Linked DNA regions of Cyprinus carpio: region 2 is linked to region 1. The links are chromatin contacts, called in public Hi-C maps. All regions are on one chromosome and are shown on one strand. The core of a region is the stretch at or near the end of the contact, and the rest is flanking DNA. Distances in the headings are between cores, read along the strand shown.

Region 1 (5,847 bases), core at 589-3,088:
CAGAATCTGGACAGTGAAAACTCCTTTAAATCGTCTCTGAAGCTCTCACGCTTTATTTAGCTCAGCTACAGAGGTTATCCTCCATCACTTACCACAAACTAAAAGGTCATCGTCCTGCTCAGTAAAGTAAAGTAGTATTTTTCTCATACACAAAAACATCTACAAACTATATTGATCATTATGTGCACTTTATTTAAATAAATGTAAAAGAAATCACTGTACAAGAAGCCTATGAACTTACAAAATTTATTTACACAAGAAAAACAATTCGAAAAAAAAAAATTATGTTTTTTTTTTTTGTAAGTTATATAAAACACTTAGTTTCACACTGGTTTGCTTATGATTGGGAAGGGGATCTTTTTGTTTTTGGAGGGGAGAAGCGAATGTTGTCCATCATCGATAAAGTCCACTTCAGAGATGAAGATTCTGTTTATTTTTCACACCTACAAGTTTAACAAGTTCTGAATCTGTATATACAAACGTAGCGACGTTGTGACAGTTTATTCTCGTGTGTTGTGGACAAACACGTGCCAATTTGTTAAACTGCAGACTGCACATTCATCTAACTTTACTCTGAAAAAGAAGCAGCTTTGTAGGTCAACAAAACAGACGAAAAATTAAAAATATTGAACTACAAAAAGCTCAATATACTTAAGGAGTGTAATATATACCATACGTTGCGTTTATAGGCAATATATATTTTGTTCCTTTACACAATCCAGGGCCATGCGTCATATAAACACGACGACCTCTTATGTATGACGCAACACTACTAACTTCCGGCTCAACATTACTGCCACAGAAGTGTCGCCGTTGCTTAAATAACCAGTTTTGGGGATAAACGTTAACTTATACAAGCATAAAACACTACAGATAATTAGGGTATATTTTACATGAATCCCATGAATAATCGAGTTAGCAAGCCTCGAGCCACAAAATGGCGCCTGGCTAGTTTTAGCACAGCTAGCCACACATTACCCCGCCCCGTCAGAGGCTGACATTGAGCTCAGTTAACAGTCCCTCCCCTAACCTAAATGAAGCTAGCTCAACCTGGATCCAAAATTTTACCTTTCCGTCTCGGGAACAACAAAGACAGTTTAAACTGCCGAACTGAGACAGACGATGCAGTGCAGGATGAGCTCTGCTGGAAAACTTCACCAACCGAAGGATCTTGTTGATGCTTTGCGCCCGAAAAACCCTCTTTGAAAACGACTTAAAGATTTTGAGCTTGGTTTTCAACGCCAAAAGAACAAATTAACATCATATACATGAATACGTTTGAAATAACACTGTTTCTTTGAAAGGTTAGTCATCAATGGCGGACGTCTCTCACGGCAACCGCCTGGTATTTATACCCTCCTGCTGAAAGCGCCTAATCCCATTGGACAAGACCCCTCACGTGCTCCCTTCTTCCCCCCCTCGCTGCTTTAAAAACGAGAAAATATTCCTTTAAACCGTATTGCATCGAAACCTCCCTCTATTTTATACCCTGAACAACTCAGAAGCGCTGTTTTACAATTAAACCTGTTTATGTTTACTATAGCGAACGGACTCCGAAAAGAAACAGACACGCACGTCAGAGTATTTTTTTAAAAGTGCGACATAGCTGGTCTACGTCACATGACCATTCTAGAACATTCTGTCGATCGCTATAGCTCGATTCCCCTCTTTAGTGTCTGTTAAATGATTACATTGTGGCTCTTTTCCGTGGCTTTGGTTGTCAGCTTCTGGCGAGTGTTGGACATCGGTCATCCCTGCAGCTTGAAAAATCTCACAAAGAGAACTATGATATGATGAGACCGCTGAGCAAAGCTGAAGGGAGGCGACCGCAAACTGCGCATGCGCACTTTCTTAACAGCGATTGGCTTCTCAGTTGACGCCGTACAACCTGCATTAAACCTCTTCAAGCAAGCTTCATCAGTTAAACACAACCCAAGACGAATACATAGAAAGGAGAAATGTCTATGGAAAATATAACAAAATAAATAAACATGTTTTTTAATCAAAAAAATGGAGCAAGAAAATCTCTGTGCATTATACTTTCTATGACTGAAAATCCGCGTTTGGAAAATTTTTATTGTAAAACTATATAAAATATAAGTTTTCTCCAAAATGAATATTTTGTTATCATATCCTGTTTCCCTTTTGTCTTCTGTGAAACACAAAAGGGGATTTTAGGCAGTATGATAGCCTCAGTCACCATTCACTTTCATTAATGTTTTATCCGTACAACGAAAGGAAATGGTGACTGAGTCACTCTAACTAACAATGCCTTTTATAGTCTAGGAAAGAAATAAAATGAATACGGATTTCGAACATAAAGGTGATGACAATTTCCATTTGGTCTATCTATCTCTTTATTCCGCTTCACTTGTTCAGCAAACAACATTTGAAACAAACTTTCCACAAGAGGGCACCATAAGCCCTATTTTGAATGGAAAATGCTTTTACGATTGTTTTCTACCTTACACTGCTGCTATACAAATCTTACAAAATAATCACCTTTATTTTTAAATAGGCTTACACTGCCCAAATGCACATTTACTAAAAGGAATGGATTAGCAGTGTCCTCTGCTTAACTTTGCTTTTATAAATAGAGAGAGCAATATGACATAACTTATGTCATACATGTTGATTAATGATGTCATGTTTGTTTTTTATTCTCATTTTTGTCTTTAAGGCAACTAAGTAGCCGTACATAAACATCCCCTGTATTTGCTCATACATCAGATGAAAGGGTTCATCGTGCAATGTGACCCCAAGGTCAAGAGTTCAGAACCCGACATTCCACAGGGTCACTTCTCATATGAAAAAGTGTTGTTCAGGAAAACATTATCACATCTATGGATAGAGAGAGATATGGCCATGATGGGAGAAGAGATATATGTATTCATGCAGCTGTTATGTATGTAGAAGATATGGTAAGTCCTTTTATTATTAAATGCAGTATCATCAGAGTATATTACTAAGCACTACTAAGCACTGGATATATTGCAATAAAAAAAAAAAAAAAATTATTGTTAACATTTTACAATGTCACATTAGTTAATATTAATGAATGCATTAACTACCATTAACAATGAGCAACATTTGATGCAGTATTTAATTGATAAAAAGGTTAATAAATATAATAATAATAATATTTTTTATACATTTTTTATTAAATTATTTCAATAAATACAAAATTTTATTTTAATAATCTATTAGTAAATGTTGAAATTATTTACTAAGATTAACAAATGCTTTGGAAATATTTTTCATTGTTAGTTTATGTTAACTAATGTGGTTAACTAATGTTAACGTATAGGACCTTTTTGTCAAGTGTTACCAAATTGTCTATTGTTTTACAGATGGTTTTCTCTATAATTTTACAAATGTCCTTAATTTTTTAAGAAAAACTATTTAATTCAAAGGGTTTGACAAAGATGATAAATGCATGCAAAACAAAGGAAATCAAAGAATTAGAGCAAAGATTCACGTTCAGGACGTTGCATCTTCCTCCCCATCTGTGCAGATGCTTTGAGTAGACCTGGTTCTGAGGCATACATATGCATGAGAAGTGAAAAATGACATGAAGCCTCTGAGTACATCTTCATTGACACTCAAAAGCAGCATATCAATGTTTTCAAGACAGCAAGAAGCTCCAAAACAAAGTTTTCTATCTTGCAAGGGTGCTGTCTCATTAGTGGCAAATCACGACTCTGACATTTACACTATAAGCAGTGGTAAAGCATTTCCATTTCCTTTTGAACGGAGTGGAACATTTCAGTCAGACAACATAAGTCTGTTTGTTCGGGAAAACAAGCCAGGAGAGGAGGCAGAGGCAGAATAAAAAAAAAAAATGAAAATGCAAATCAAAAGTAAACAAATATATCCTGCAAAAACAAACAGACACAAACATGCATCTGTGCCTGAGTTTAACTCACAAACAACCATACAAAGGATGTTGCAGTTTTCCTTTGCTTATGTTTTAAACTAAACTAAGCATATCTGACCAAATGCAATTGCAAATGGAAAACATCAGAACCAATGCTTGCGTATGTATTTTGGACCACATTGATGTCCACTTCTTTTATGGCAGTTAATTATTGAAAGTATTCAAAGTAGTGTGCACATATCCCAATGTAACTAGAACAGGTGCTCAGTCAAAAAGAATCGAAATGAAAGAAATAAAAAACAGCACACTGTTTTATCTGCTCTCATGTAACTTTAATATAATAAGACCCAAATAATGCAGCAGTGCAAACAAGATTCAAGAACTTTATTGTCATATGTACTAGTACAATGAAATTCTTAGTTTGTTTACTGCTCTCGAGAATGAAAGGTAGAATGGGAACAAATATAACTTACACGGGCAATACAAAGTATGTAAAAAATATAGAATATACAGTAAAGTAAGTAAAAATATAAATTATAATAGCTTAAAAAAGAAAAAACAACAACAAGACCTTGCTTGGGTTGAAACATTGCAATTGCAATAAGTTAATAATTGATTGCCAGTGGATTATTAATTAGTTAATCCCACAATCAAGTTCTTGTTAGTAAATATTTAAGGCCCAGAAGCCAGTTTTTGGTCCAAAAAAGATGTTAGTGTCTAAGGAAAGGCCAGTCTAAAATCAGGTCAGCATGCTCTTTGCCTTGAATCAAATCAGTTGGCAATGACAGACTGATACTGCTATCGCTAAAACATTTAACAGATAAGACACACACTACAGAAGATCTGATTTACTACTATATCTATAGAAATGATTAGTACGATTTCACCTTATTTCATGTTGAGTCATGACAGATTTCCATGTCTTAAAATGCTTCACATCAGGAAAATGCTGATTTAATATAAATGTATAAGAAGGAATAAATGCAGATGAAGGGTTTCAGATATAGAATCTAAATTTTGTATTTTTTTTGTCCCCCGACTGTGGATACTTCTGAGGGTTGTGGAACCACATATTGAGATGAATGTAGGTCTCTTGGATGGTACTTGGTAGATTAGATTATGATCGAGGTCATATTCTTTGTAAGTGTTTATAGTAGTCCATTAGGTGAGGTGAAGCATCCCACACATGGAGCATTTGCCGGGGCTTAAAAAATAATAAAATAAAAATTGTATCATTAAAATGTCATTGCTTAACAGAACAGGAATGCATTTAAATATAAATAAATAATAATCAGAAGTTCATAAACTTTTTGAATGTATTAATTATGTCTTAAAAATTGTAACTTCTTTTTCATGTTATTAATGCATGTGAATATTTTAGCTTTGACACAATACTGGGCACTTTTTATTACATTTGATTAATAATTGAATTGTAATCTAATAAACAGTTAATAACATTTATTTAATTTTTTTTTACTCTGTACAGTTTGTGTGGAGTAACTCTATTTTTAAATGGACTCCTGGGGATTCTTGAAAATGTTGCTAGAATTAAGAGCCACAAAAGACATTTCCCAAAGCTTAAAAGCTAAGAAGAGTGTGAGTTTGCCTCTTTCTGTTTTAATAATGTATAAAGAAATGTTAGTGTGGAAGTATTATCATGTTTATTTATTCTGTCCTATACACTTCCAAAAAATAGAAAGAGACATTTGCAGCATTACGCCTAAAAGCCTGTTTGTGCAGATGCTGGGTCGGTGCCAAAATAGCTACATGTTGTGTCAAATAGAATTATATGACCTCATAATAATCCTCTAATGAAGAGGAATATGCTATATGAAGAGGACTTCATGTGTGAAAATAAGTGGAAATAAAGCAAATATAGTGTTTAAAAAATGTTAAAGAGAATTTGTCACTAATAAAAGCAAAGAAAAACACAAAACTTTTGAAACTCAACTATCCTATTATTTTATATA
Region 2 (5,768 bases), core at 2,334-4,833, 150 kb after region 1:
GATATTCAGTGGAATGAAAACAAATATTAGAGAAACATTCATTGCTGCCCATATCTCCAGTGTGCAGAACTAATCAGTCTTCGCTTGTTGCCCAAGGTCTCTCCATTTCTGATGAACGTTGTTCAGCACCCCCAACAAAGGCAACATCAAAGCAGAAGACTTGCACTCAAAAGAGCTCTGGCTTTGTAATCTATTTCAAATCCAGCATTCTTAAAACTTGTTTACAGAAAGATCAACTACAAAACTTCTTGGGAAGACATCACTACCTCTCTGACATGAATAATTGAACTGGTGTGATAACCTAAACTCTCTGTTTTGCCATAATTGCTTTGCTAATAACATTCAGAAAGCACAGCACAAAGAATATAAACTACAGTTCTGCTAAGTTTACACGCATGCAATACTCAGTTAAAAGAGGTAGACGAAGCCTCTGGCAGGGAAAGTTTTCAGAGTTTCGAAACTCAGAGAACACTTTCAAACTAGGAAGAGAGACAATACAGAGTGGGAAAGTGAATGATTATGAGTGAAAACTAAAAGAATCAAATAAACCTATAACAAAAATGCTGTCAACACTTCCCACAACAACAAACTCCAGGAAGGTAAGTGGAGATGAATTCAATACATTTACATATAATGACACTGAAAACAACACACAGACTGGCTAAAAAGAGAAGGAAGAGAAAGCAAACAAGATCATTATTCTTCTTGGCTATTTGTGAGGGAAGATCATGTTTCTATTATCATAAAATGAAATGATTATAAATAATAAATGCTGCAATTTAAATGATACCGTTTGATACACTGCACACAAGACAAAGAAATTGCCTGTCCTTTTTTAAACAGCATTCCGTAAAAACATGAAAGCTATTGCAAAATGTTACATCTACTGAACTGTTGCATGAACAGACTGGAAAGACTGATGCCCCAATAGACTATAAATGTATAATTTATTAGAATACTTTAGAAGAATTTCAATTCATGTTGTCCAAGACCTTGCATGTCCGCACACTGAGACGTTCTGCCACCTTGTGGCTTTGTCATCTTCTGCAAAGAGGAGACTTCATTCTGGAATGGAAATGTTTTTCTCTTACATTCACTTCTATGTTTCCATACTTTCCATTCCATTATATATATATATTTGTATATATATATACACACAGACACACACACACACACGCAGCGGGTAAAATAAGTATTGAACACATGCCAATTTTTCTCAATAAATATATTTCTAAAGGGGCTGTTGACTCGAAATTTTCACCAGATGTCGGTAACAACGTAAAAAATAAAAGCAAAACAAATAAAGTCAGAAATTAAGTTCTGTGTAATAAAATGGAATGACCCAGGGGAAAGGTATTTAATAATTTTAGTAAATAATACTTATGTGTATTGTTTTCTTTGCATGTATGGATTACTTGGGTTGTTATCGACATCTGGTGAAAATTTCAGGTCAACAGCACCTTTAGAAATATATTTACTGAGAAAAATGGTGACGTGTTCAATACTTATTTTACCCGCTGTGTGTGTGTGTGTATATATATATATATATATATATATATATATGATCAGACATAATTAAACAATTATGAGACATAGTTAAACAGTGTGTTCCTAAAAACACTGAACTTCTTCCTTAAGGACAGGTGAGCACAGACAAGTGACCTTGAGTTGACAGGCGAAGCGAGTGAAAGAATGTCTTTCATTAATATGTTTAGGTCACAAATCTGCCTGTGGAACAGGACAAATGAAACACAGTGTGCTGTCTGCTCTGCCCTGCTTTAAAGACAAACCACCTCTGGTAAAATGATGAACTCTCTAATCCTTTGTATTCATTCTTCTGCCCCCAGATCCGAGATTTAAAACGGGTACACCGTCTCTTTTCTGCCTGTTAACAGGCAGCAGTATAATAATGTAGTTTCCTGTGATGTTTCGAAACCATTGCTCCAGGCTCAAGCTTAGTCGGCAGCGTACGGGATCAAGAAGAAATGTGAGCCAGTGAAAATGGATAAAAATGGCCCATTGTACCCCAAGGTAGGGAATAACTACTAACATGAGACACAAACAGCATAATAAATTATTCTCTGCTCTTGTTCCAGCAGACCAAAATCAAACTTTTCAGTGTACGCTTGGCAGGCCATTAAAAGAATTTCTTCATGCTCTGAAAACAGAGGCCTAAAGTTAATTCTGATATTTCGTCAGAAATGTAAAATACACTCTTCAGATTAATTAACTTGCCTGGGTTTAATGGTCTTTGCAAGAAAATAAGGTGCTCCAGCATATGATTTTAAACTGTAAGTGTTGGTTTTAGTTTCACATGTAGATTTTATTTTATAAAATATTCATTTGATTTCACTGTTTTATCACACATCTCTCTGAACCCACCGCTCAGTTGTCAAACACATCTGATGCTATGAGATGTCATCTGCTCATTAATGTGAAGCGATTTCAACCATGTTAAGCTGTACAGGACTGTGAGATGCTGTGAATGAAAGGAAGGAAGCAGAAATATAAGCCTGACCTATAATAGCATGTTCATATATAGAGAATTTTGTTTTACATTGAAAAACTATTAACAGCAATTAAAATTACAAAAGATAATTTTGATGCACAAACTTTAAATTACATAACATTTTACTAGAAATTGTTTCTTAACACAAACACACACACACATAAAATATTTAACACACACACACACACACACACACACACACACACACACACACACATATATATATATATATATATATATATATATATATATATTCTTTCAAACAATAAAGGCAGACGCTCCTTTAGGTCTAAAACAAAAATGTTAGACATTTATAGCCCTTCTGATGACAACAAAAAAGTGTAAATTTTGTCGAATGCTTACTATGTAACTGTGCTAATAATTGTATATTGTAATTAAAATATATGTTGTCTGTGGGGGGAGTGAATAACCAGTGCTCTCTTCACCCTCAATGCCACGACTTAGGTGAGACCCTCCAGCAAGGCACCAAACCCCCAACTTCAAGTGGTGTGTCCGGGTGTGTGTGTGTGTGTTTCCTTTCCTTAGCATAAAAAATTGTGTTGTTAATTCAGTATTGTATGCTTGTAAACAATACAGTTGTGTGTCTGGTGTTATCAAACAGCTTATAACTGCAATTACAATTTCCAGCAAGAAATGTTTATAATATGACAAAATAAAAAGCATTCCATTATTCACCACATCGCTAGGTGTGCAAGTCCACCTTCCCACCATCTTTCCTGTGTTTTTTTCAACACCAGCAGTAACTTCACCTAAGAAGAATTCACCCTCTGTCTGTGGAATAATCCATATCGCGAGCGGGGGATTTACAGTATGTCTCTACTTCACTCCTATTTTTAAACACCCAATGCACCATTTCTCCGTGAAAAACAACACGACCTTAACTTTTCACTTTGTCTTCGAAAGGATGTAAACGTTTCTTTTTCTCTTAGTTTATGGTGTGATTTGTGAACGCACAGACCGAACATCCCTGCTGGAGTTTTAGTTCAACCTGCAGAATTTTAGGCAAAATGGCGACATTGTAACGGATGGAGGACGAAAAAAAGGACTGTAATCAAGTACCATGACAAACTTGTCCCATGTTATAGTGTCATTCTCTGGGAAGGTAGGTTTGAAGCTTACAAACGTCTTCCCTTGACGGATGTGTGTTTAACCGTGTTGGGAGATGAGTGCGCGAAGGGTACAGTGGCTTGAGTCCTTGCATGGGCACGAGAGCTTATACACGGGCATCAGGTATGTCAACACCGTGCCAGTCGCGAATCGCGCAAGCTAACATTTCACCCCTCCGTTGTCACATACGCTATTGCTCTGAATAGTATCGCATTTGGGGAAAAGTTGGACGCTCCCCTGACATCTGAGCGCACTCGCGCCGTTTCTCGTTTCCCCGTGAAAGCCACTTTATACACACTTTTACAAGATGGGTGTCAGAATCGATCCAAAGCGGTGTCAGTCACTGGATGAGACGATCCGTTTTTCCGTGTCAGCGGGGAGTTTGTGTCGCGGGTTTGACACTTGAAGAGCGCAGACGCGTTTAGACGCTCGTCTTGAAGGCGCTCTGCGCGACCTTGATTGGAGGGAATCTGTGCGCAACGCGTTTGCGCACCGCGGCATACAAACATCCCGCCGCCTATTGCTTTCTCTTGTAAACCACAGTCGATCATTTTGAATGGTGCTTAAAAATAGGCCCAATATGAAAATTTCTTGCACGCTCCCAGAACTTTTAATAGCTGTAAATGCATTTTTATAGCTTTAGAAAATGAAATAACATCATACCTGTGTGTGACCTATGACCATGGCCCATCTAAATTCTAATTTTGATAAATCCCACTTTACCTCCATTGGTCGGTTTACTATTATTAAATATCAACGAAAGTTTGGCTTGTTCGGAAATATAACCCAGGTTTTGGCTTTGTTGGCTTTGTTGGTGTTTCTGTGGACTGTTAATGCAAATGTTTGACTGCATAATTTTCTTCTATTTTTTATTTTCATGTGCTGTAAGTACCCTTATGGTCTGGATCATTAGTTCTTTGCAAATCTTTGTTTTTCCATTCTTAATTATCTGAGCATTGTTTTACACTGCATACAGTGATCATACAGATATTGTTTGCCTTGTTACCATGAACACTGGATAAATGGAGGCCAAGAAAACACAAGAAAACAAAAGAACACCCTTTCTATTGGTATTAAGTTTTATCATAGAGGTGAACCACAATTACAGTGTTAGTTTCACAGTTACTTAAATATTGATTTGGGTTTTATTTTTATTTTACTTATAGAGACTGTAGAGATGTTGAACACAAGAACACAAATGACATGAGCAGTTTATTCCCCAATGCAATGAAGTGTTGCCATGGACAAGAATCATTATTTGGAATTATTTCACTGCTGGATCTAGCAAATGACCAATCAGAAGCAAGAATTTCAGAGAGCTTGTATAATGCACACTTCATTTGCATCTGAAAGATGCTTTTCTCTACTGAAAAGCTAACAGTAAATTCAGAGGTCATCACAGGGCCTTGCCTCAGTCCGTGTGTATTTGATAATAATCACCGTAATATAATGTAAACAGCAGTCTTAACAGAGATTTAGGGGGGAAAATCCAATTACTTAAGATAAATGAGGAGGGTCAAGACCAGGAACAGGGCTCAGGCACATGCAACCTTGCAACCTGTATGTCCGCAAATGTATAATCAAATCCTTTAAAGACAGATTACATAGCCAGACTCCAGAACCGATTTCAAACAAATTGATTATGTGTCACTCAGCAAGGTCAAATATTTGCACTGAGGCGCATTTCTAGAATGTGCAGAATGATAAAAATCGGTCCCATCTTCCCTGTTTTTGCTGCGCTCCCAGCTCGATGTGTTCTAAATGAAGACACAGGGGACTGTTTTAATGGAAGTACACTGGCCTGAATTAGCAAGCCAGCACTACTGCAGCTGGGCCGGGGAGATATTTCAGTAAGCTGTTGATCTAGCCAGAACATTGAGACCTGCATAAATCTATTAGAGGAAGAGGCCAAGAGAGAGAGAGGCCTATTTATCCAGTGCTATGCTCTGACTATTAGCTGCTCATTCCATATCATTTAACCTCTAGCGTGACCTCTCATTACAGCCACCAGACTCATCACTGTATTAGAATGTAATGAGCTTTTTTGCTTAAATGAGATGTTGAGCTTAATGATTAAGCAGCTGTGTTTTGGTGAATAGGATAGCAGCAATTTATATGTGTTACTGTAGCA

What was found. A called contact is a pair of places that touch in the nucleus more often than the background predicts.
Region 2: a contact with region 1 is called in a Hi-C map of skeletal muscle, with 4 times the contacts expected there. The contact joins the enhancer-like site here to the promoter of LOC109092050 in region 1. A contact is called at or near these places in 5 of 8 Hi-C or Micro-C datasets (liver and skeletal muscle).

What each region holds. Positions count from the first base shown.
Region 1 is chrB6:13,854,902-13,860,748 of ASM1834038v1, forward strand. LOC109092050 (bromodomain testis-specific protein-like) reads right to left here and starts at 1,839. Exons shown (of 21, transcript XM_042725792.1): 1 at 1,692-1,839.
Region 2 is chrB6:14,004,783-14,010,550 of ASM1834038v1, forward strand. No RefSeq gene overlaps it. Among protein-coding and RNA genes, the nearest start is that of LOC109101121, 12 kb to the right of the region's middle. Within about 2 kb of position 3,584, at least 2 of the 8 cell types and tissues checked have an H3K27ac peak or open chromatin away from gene starts, as enhancers often do. A contact at or near this core is called in liver and skeletal muscle, where this site is marked.